2 separate regions of the Mus musculus genome follow, and region 2 is linked to region 1. A link is a contact called in public promoter capture Hi-C data. All regions are on one chromosome and are shown on one strand. The core of a region is the stretch at or near the end of the contact, and the rest is flanking DNA. Distances in the headings are between cores, read along the strand shown.

Region 1 (4,379 bases), core at 882-3,381:
GTCTGTCAAGATGATGTAGCTGAAATGACCCTTCAATTAATTAATTTTTTTCTTAAGTCATAGGATTTTTATTTTTATTTTTTTGCATTCTCTGGACATTCTAGATAAGGAATGTAGAAGTGAGGACTGGTCAGCAGCGCCTCTCTCATGGCATGGCTGGCTTTTTCATGATTAATGTTGGTTAGCACAGATGTATAACATCACATTAATGCCTGCTACTACCATTTCCTTTAAGAATACCCCAAATCCCTTAGGTGCATTTCTCCTTTCATCAAACATTCATGATAATCTTTCACTTGGTTATTTGACTGTATTTGTCCCTCCGTCCTCTCCCTCCCTACAACTGAACCCTGACAAATGATGAAGAGGGAACATTTTGACAGCTATATAGTTGTCACATAGTTAAATTAGCACTCTAGTTTGTAATGCGATATTTTTGGATTTGCTTAGAGTAATTTAATTATTCAGACCCTGACTGAATTTCCTAACGCTATAAAGCAATACCGCAGCTAAAACTCCAGAAACCTCGGTGGGGTGGCATTCATCAGAGACGTTCTTCAGAAACATAAGGGGGAAAAAAACCCACCATATACCTATTTTGCAGTAAGAAATATTCTTAAATACAGACTAGTATAATGAGAGCATTCTAAAGTTTCTTCTTAATATAAAACATAACGTGGGGTTGGACTTACAGCTCTGCAGTTGAGAGCACTGGCTGCTCTCTCAGAGATCTCTATTTGATTCTTAGCACCCACCCTAGGCCTCACAACCACCTGTGACTCCATTTCCAGGAGAGGCAACATCCTCTTTTGGCTGTAAGGACCGCAGCATACGACCTTGGTGTAGACTTAGGCACAGGGTTCCTCTGTATAGCCCTTGCTGTCCTGGAACTCACTTTGTAGACCAGGCTCGCATCAGAAATCTGCCTGCCTCTGCCTCCCAAGTGCTGGGATTAAAGGTGTGTGCCACCACCACCGAGCATAAAAACATTTTTAGAAAGTTAAAATATAAGCAATATAAGCTGGTTATTTTGTCTAACTTGAAATCCAAGTTATTCAGAGTAAGCCAATTTGTACCAACAGACTTAGGTCGGGTCTGTTTATCTTTTTTTTTTTTTTTTTTTTTTGGTTTTTCGAGACAGGGTTTCTCTGTGTAGCCCTGGCTGTCCTGGAACTCACTTTGTAGACCAGGCTGGCCTTGAACTCAGAAATCCGCCTGCCTCTGCCTCTGGAGTGCTGGGATTAAAGGCGTGCGCCACCGCCCAGTTTATCTATCTTTTTAAACAAGACACTCAAAACACAGCGTTCCTCACAAGCTTTTGGCAGTACAATAAATAAAACTTCAAGAAATGTCTTTACTTCGAATCACCTATTTGTCTCAGAGAAAATGAAGTATCTACTTTGCTCGCATCGTGTTGAGAAGCCACAACCCAATTCCACAGAATCCCAAAACCTCACATCACTTAACAAAACAAAACCAAGTCTCCTTAATTTCTGAGAAACGGCCGCCACAAAATAGGTCGCTCCCTTTCGTAGGCGAGCCCTTCACGTCCGACAACCCAGTGGCTGCGCTAGGGGATTTCGGCCATGGGTGGCTTGGGGCACGTGGCGGCCAGGGGATCCGATCTCCTCCTGCCTCAGTGGAGATGAGACTGAGCACACAGCACCCCCGGGGCAGGTCACTTCCTGAGACCACACAGTCTCGGGATCCGCGGTGGACCTCCGCTCCTTTCAAAGGCCCCTTCGCCTTCAGTTTCTCAGTCACCCGCCTCTCTCTCCAGGGGACCTCTGCCCCCCTGGGGGCGGCGACTGACGAAGCTCTCAAGGCGAGAAACGGCTCCCAAAGCCGCTCGCGAGTCCCCCTCTGCCCACAATGCACCGGGACGAGCAGGAAGGCCGCTCCGACCCCTCATTTTCCCGCGAATTCAGTTCAAAGAGGCGTCCGGGCCCGCGGTCGGCAGCGCGCACGGGCCAACCAAGCCGCGCCTCCGCGAGAAGCGCCTCCGCGTGACTGACGGGGGACTCTGCGGACCAACGGGCTGGGCGGCCCGGCGGCGCGCGCTCCCGCCGGCCAATCAGAGCGCCGGGCGGGGAAAGTGGGCGGAGCGAGGCCAGGGTAGGGTGAGCGGCCTCCGAAGCGGAGCGGGGCTCGGAGGAGACACTTTTTTTTTTTCCTCCCTCCTTCCCTCCTCTCCTCCTCCCTTCCCTTCCCCTCTCCTCCCCTCTCTCCTCCTTCCCCCCTCGGTCCGCTGGAGCCTGCTGGGGCGAGCGGTTGGTGTAGCAGGCGCGCTCACTCTCCGGGGCCGCCCGGCGGGTAGCTGGCGGGGGGAGGAGGCAGGAACCGCGATGGCGCCTCAGAAGCACGGCGGTGGGGGAGGGGGCGGCTCGGGGCCCAGCGCGGGGTCCGGGGGAGGCGGCTTCGGGGGTTCGGCGGCGGCGGTGGCGGCGGCGGCTTCGGGCGGCAAATCCGGCGGCGGGGGCTGTGGAGGCGGCGGCAGTTACTCGGCCTCCTCCTCCTCGGCGGCGGCCGCGGCGGCGGCGGCGGGGGCCGCGGTGTTGCCGGTGAAGAAGCCGAAAATGGAGCACGTCCAGGCTGACCACGAGCTTTTCCTCCAGGCCTTTGAGAGTGAGTGTGAGCGGCTTCGAGGGCAGGGGTGCCCCTCTCCGGCGTTCGGGGCACGGGGCACTCCGCCGGGTTCTCGGAGAGTCCACTTGCTTTGGGAGTGGAGGGAGGACTCGCTGGGGAACGCCGGGGTCCCGAGCAGGTCCCTGACTCCCGGAAGGGTCGCCCCGGGGCCCCCAGGTTCAGAGCAGCCTTGGAGGTGGGGACGTGACGGTTGAACTGAGCGCATATAGATCCCGAGACGAGTTGGTGTTTTCGTTTGTGTCTTCCTTACTCCACAAGTACAGGGATTATAGTTGTAGGTTTCGGGGGGACGAGACACAGCCTGTCCGGAGATGAGTGTTGTAAAGCCGAGGAAATTGTCATGGGTCTGAAATGCGTTCGTACCCACTCTGGCTGCGTGTGAGTGAACACGCAGCATTTGAAACCTTTTAAGCTTTTCAAACCTTTCCGCCCATTTTATGGGTGCGTAGACTGAGAGAGACAGAATGGGGCAAGCGTCCTCTCCGTGGACAACCTTGGAGTTGTTTCTTAATTCCAGAACATTTTTTTTTTAAATCCCGGTTTTTCGTTTTAAAAGATGCGTGGAGGGCGAAACTGACTTTTTTGGAAAGGGGATCACACAGTGCCTGGAAACAAACAATAGAATTTATAAACATTATGACTATAAATAAAATTGTTACTAAGTGGGCATTATATCCTGATGGTTTTGCACCTCTTTTGTGTAGATAGTGGAATTTAGCAATCTTCTAGCTGGGTATTTTACGGCAACTTGAATGAAGTCAGCTTTGCCGTTGAATCTCTTTATTTACACTATATCCGTGGCATATGTTATGGGCTTTGGTATCAGCTGTGCTTGGAAAGACGTTTTACATTGTTTTAATACTCTTCCTTCATTTTCATTGATTCTTCGTGAAATTCTTATTGGAATTTAATACAAATCATTTCGATTTTTGAATATTGAAACAGATAATTGGTCATGCTTCAGAGATCGTTATTCTTTTGCTTAATATACTTTTACAAAAATCTGAAAAGCTTTTAAATATAATCAGAACTGAAGGACAGTAATGAGAATAAATACACTTGTTTGTACCTCTTCTAAGACATCTCATCTCCTTTTACTTTAACTTGAAACTAAAACTAAATTGAAGATTAATTGGAAATTTAAAACTTTCTAAATGTTATGAGAAAACCAATCCTCTAGGAAGGTTTTAACTACTAGCTTTCAATGAAATCCACTTGCAAGAAAACAGTTACCATTAAGAGTTAGATCTTTTTTTTACCCCTAATACTTAATTCAGTTTCTAGACATTAAGTTCTTAATGTAATTATTAATATAGGTATTTGTAATTACATTACCATGTCTTAAAGAAATGTGATTCTGGTAGTTATCTAATATTACTGGAATGGGGGAGTTGTAGGAAGATATATTTCAACTATTTAACCTAAGCCCTTTATAATAATTTAAATTTTAAGCATTAAAAATTGTTTTGGGGAAAAATGTTTTTGGAAGCTGTTATGAGTTTAAGATAGAATTTTACAATACTAATTTTTTGATCCTATCTGTATTAGAATGTTTGTTAAGAGTTTAGTTTTGACTAGTTACTACAAGTTTTTTAATGGCCAACTAAAGTGAAATTTTCATCTTGCTTGGCGTAAATGTGTGTGTGGAGTAGAGCTAAGTCAAGGTACTTAATTTATTGCTCTTTGCTTTGCTCACTGATGGTGGCTACCACAGAAAGGATTAGTGACAGTGT
Region 2 (4,379 bases), core at 886-3,385, 4.9 Mb after region 1:
CTAATATAAATTCTACTTTATGTCAAATCATTAGACTATTTTTTTAAAGCATGCTTTCCATTGCAAAGTTCCATCGAAGTGAACCAGTCAATAGCTTCCCTAATTTTTTAAAAGTACTGAAGCTCTTGAGACTGGCAAAAAGGCTCAGACTGGCATCTCCACAATGACTTGCATTTTACATAAAATGCTAAAACCTTCAGTACATAACTACACTTTTTTTTTTTTCAGGAAGATAACCGATCTGCCTTTGAGTGGAAAAAAAGTCAAAGGCTGGAAGACTTATCTACATCAGATCACAATGGGCGAGTGCAAAATCCAGGAGCGTCAGCATCAAAATGAAGATTTCAAAACTTGTTCGGAGAAGGTTCATTTAACTGTGGTAAGCAACTGCATTTACTTCCTGCTCAGAATCAACTCAAATTTCTGCCATTTCCTTTTAAAGGAAACAGTACTACAACACCGGGTAGAGGGGTCGGCAAAGGTATACCAACACCAAGTCTTAAAACAACCATCTTCCCACGTTTGTGTTTTTCTATCCACAATGAGCAGTCAGTTCTTCATACTACTTTACAGTCAATAACTTGGTCTTGGGCTACTTGTAAACCAAAAAAATGCCACGAAGGCCCATTTTGAAGAGTCATGGCTTAACCCAACCATTTCAAGAATTATAATGTACTAGGCAATGTGAGACGTATTAGGAAATCAAATCATTTAGGTGGAATCTTCGCTGTGCAAGAGAATGTCACTCTGCCCTCAGTAATTACACTTATGTAGAGATAGCTACAGTGTTCAAACGGGAAACACACAGGTAACAATGCAGCTGCGACATTTTCAACTAATTGAGCCTCCCGGAGGGTAAGTGCTTTCTGGAGAGGACAGGCCCTAAACGCCCCAGCTCCTTCAACCCTTCTCCCCGGCGCGTGCTTAGGCAAACAGCGTCTCAAAGGCAGGCCTAAAGGCCAAAGGTTCGGAGAGGGAGGAAGACCCGAGCAGGGGACCTCCAAGTGCCTTCGGGGCGCTGGATCTGGGGCCTGCCAAGGGTACCGAGAGGCCCCGCTGCAATGGCGAGTTCGTGGGGCCCATCGGAGAGGCGGCCTCGCCTAGGAGTTGCAACACACTCTTTCTCCAGTGCGCAGCGCTCGGCCTGGGGGAGGGGAAACAGCTGCCAGGCCGGGGAGCAGCGGGCCCATCCCGGCCCGGCCCGCTCAGCCCGCTCGCTCACCGTCAGGGTGTCGTCTATGTAGAGGGGGATCTGCCTCCTCTCGAAGGGGAACTCCTCCTCCCCGTCCCTGCACACTGCCACCAGTCGCGCCATCGTCCCCGACGCTGCCGTTGCCACCGTCACCACCTCCTCCCAGCTGCTGCCGCCGCCGCTGCTCCTGCCGCCGCCGCTGCTGCTGCCTCCTCCCAGCTCCTGCCTGCAACAGCCAAACCCCGCGAGCGTAAGCACCCGCCACCTCGCAGCACATTCGCCACGGGTGAAAGGGGTGGGGGGGCGCGGAGCGAGAGAGGACAGGAGAGCCGCGCTGCGTTTCCCATCACCCGATTCCACACGCGCTCAGCCAATCAGCGCCCCGCAGCGCCGGGACCCGCCCCCTCGCGCCGCCTGCCCTCCCCCACCCAGACCCCCCCTCCCCACCCACCCACCCCCCCCCCCCCCGCCCGCCGGCCTCCAGTCAGGGTCCAAAGGAGAGGCGGAAAAGGACCTGCTGGCCCCGGGACATCCCCGCCCAGCTCGGGAGTCCGGGCTCCAGAAGCCCATCCCCGCCTCGGCTACACAGCCCAAGCCCGCACCCCCTGCCGCTGACCCCTTCTCTCCTGGCTGAGCGCCCCGCCCAGGGTGGCCCCCTAGGCTGCAGTTGCCCGGCGCCACCCCGCCCCTGGGAGGGGTCGACCCTGCCTCGGCTCTGCAGAGTTGGGGTGGGGGCGAGCTCAGACCCCAGTCCTCACCCGGGTCGGAGAGAGAGAGCTCTCGGTTCTGACCTTCACTGACTTCGAGGACGCCTCCCTGACCCCCACCTCTGCTCCCCGTTACCGGCTGACGAGGCCCGCGTCAGGGCCGGCCTGGGCGGGAGCGCGGCTGCGATTGCCGTTTCCTCTCCAGGCTCAGTCAGCCGCTCGCGCCACGGGGAGTGTGGGAGGGAGGGCGGGGGACGTGGGGAGGGTGGGGCCGGGGAGGGGGGGCCGCGAACTCCAGGCGGGGCCTGCCTCTTCTCGCGAGACCGCGGCCGCCTCGCTCGTGTCCCGACTTTCGAAATCGGCTTGTACGGGTGGGGGGAACCCCCTGTGCTGTCGCGCTCGGCTGACCTGCGTGGTGCCCCGGATTTACCAAAACGAGCGTGAAAATAGGGCCAGTGGGGAGGCCCAGCAGGAGCAGCCGGGGTCCCTGCCAGTGACGACCCGGGATCTGCTCTCTGGAGACCGGTGGGGTGGAAAGCCCACTGGGGGGGGGGGGGAACCCAGATAAGACTTGGGTGAGCGATGAAGAGCTGGCGCTGTCGAGGTCTAGGAGAATGGACACTGCAGAGACCTTTGACCTTGTTTTCCAGGTTGCACACATGCGGACTTCCACCCCTGTAAGACTGGAGGAAAGGGCTCTGCTACCCTGACTCACCCAGAGCCGGCCGCCTTATGGGGACTGCAGCAAGATGGATGGAAAATATGTGCAGGATCTGTTGTTACAATAGACAGAAAACTGAACTGTAGTCTATGTGTAGCTTCCGACCAAAGGAACTTCTTGAGTTAATATTAACTTAAGGGACTCCCTTGGGCAAAGTTACTGATAGTGGCCAAAGGCCCTTCGGTCTGACCATCTTCCGAGAACCAGAGCTGCTGTAAAGAGAGTTTCCTCTGCACTCTTGACTACTGCCACGTTCTCAGGTACTAGTCTACGGAGGTCCATTGTAAAGCCAAAAAGATGGAAAATGTTTTGTCTTGATGGTTTTAATAATAAATCCATTCGCTGCTTGTACAACTACCAGATCTTAAGGACAGATCGAATATTTTCTGGTAAAATAGGGTAAAGCTGTTGTTACTGACCTTTAAAAGTATTTTGATCACATGAAGTCTTTCAAGTCACAACCAAAAAAAAAAAAAAAAAAAAATCCCACAGTGCATCCTTAGCCTTGTTGACTTATGACATTGTGTGGTCATTGTTAGAGTAGGTGACATAATAAACTGGAAGAACCATTGTGTGTTCCCAAAGGTGTGATTATCCAGTAAATATGTCTTTGGGCCATACTAAAAGCAGAACAGTGCGATCCTTAGTTGAAGTCCAGTTTTTCACGCACCTTCTGACAGGTTAAAATACATAGTAAAACTATGGACATTTTTAGAGAATCTTGTGTTTTATGTCTACAACTACTACAATCTATGTACCTACTTTGATTAATTGAATTTTAGGTTATGCTTGGTAACAAATATTGAGCCAATATGTATATAGCTACTAGCTTTAATTTTCACTATTAAATATACACCAGGTACTAGGAAAGAACCAAGCTATGAAAAAAAAAAAAAAAAAAAAGGCAGTTGACAAGCTAAAATACCTCTGTTTTCACTATAATGGCTGTATTAGATAAGGTAGTAAATCACTGGCATAATGTTATTTAAATTAGTACATCTGAAAATCTGTAAGCTGGATTTTCCTTTTCTTGATCTGACAGTATGAGTATATTCTATCAATTAAAAATAGAAACATGGGCTGTAAAGTTGGCTCAGTAGTTAAGAGCACTGACTGCTCTTCCAGAGGTCCTGAGTTCAATTCCCAGCAACCACATGGTGGCTCACAACCATCTGTAATTCTGATGTTCTCTTCTGGTGTGTCTGAAGACAGCTACAGTGTACTCATATAAATAAAATAGATCTTTAAAAAAAAAAAATACAAGCCCAGTATAGTAGCATACACCTGTAACCCCAGCACTTGGAGAGGCCAAGGCAGAGTGCTTACCATAAATTCAAGACCAGATTAGACTGCACAGACCCTTTCTCAAAATAGGAATTAAGTAGACATATTGCATATTTTTAATAAACATAAATGAGAATGTAAGCTCCTTAAAGGCATCTGTTTATATTCCTGGCACCTATACCCGACACAGAGCTCAGTAAATCAATTGTGATCTTTCTCTTCTGAAAAGCAATCTAATCAGGAGTTCTGCCTACTAATTCTGATTTTATGAATTCATTAGCTTTTCTTTAGGACATTAGGAATTGGAAGAGGGGAAGCACAGTGTACATTTTGTCCTTTTCAGTTAACGCCTGTAATTATCAAAGATATAAACTTAGACTAGAAAAGTATGGAGGGCTGAGGATATAGTGGTAGAACACTTGGTCTAGCAGGCTCTAAGCCCAAGGTTCAGTATCCAGTATCACAAAAATAAGTA

What was found. Promoter capture Hi-C pulls out the DNA fragments that hold promoters and counts their contacts.
Region 2: a promoter capture Hi-C map of pre-B cells shows a contact between it and region 1, with 2.8 times the contacts expected there. The contact joins the promoter of Ggnbp2 here to the promoter of Suz12 in region 1. A contact is called at or near these places in 2 of 39 promoter capture datasets (cranial neural crest and pre-B cells).

Annotation. Positions count from the first base shown.
Region 1 is chr11:79,990,975-79,995,353 of GRCm38.p6, forward strand. Suz12 (SUZ12 polycomb repressive complex 2 subunit) reads left to right here and starts at 2,132. Exons shown (of 16, transcript NM_199196.2): 1 at 2,132-2,625. The coding sequence starts at 2,346.
Region 2 is chr11:84,868,655-84,873,033 of GRCm38.p6, forward strand. It overlaps Ggnbp2 (gametogenetin binding protein 2), which reads right to left and starts at 2,136. Exons shown (of 14, transcript NM_001364114.1): 1 at 1,951-2,136; 2 at 1,223-1,418. The coding sequence starts at 1,315. Ggnbp2os (gametogenetin binding protein 2, opposite strand) reads left to right here and starts at 1,351. Exons shown (of 2, transcript NR_131201.1): 1 at 1,351-1,442; 2 at 2,550-2,977.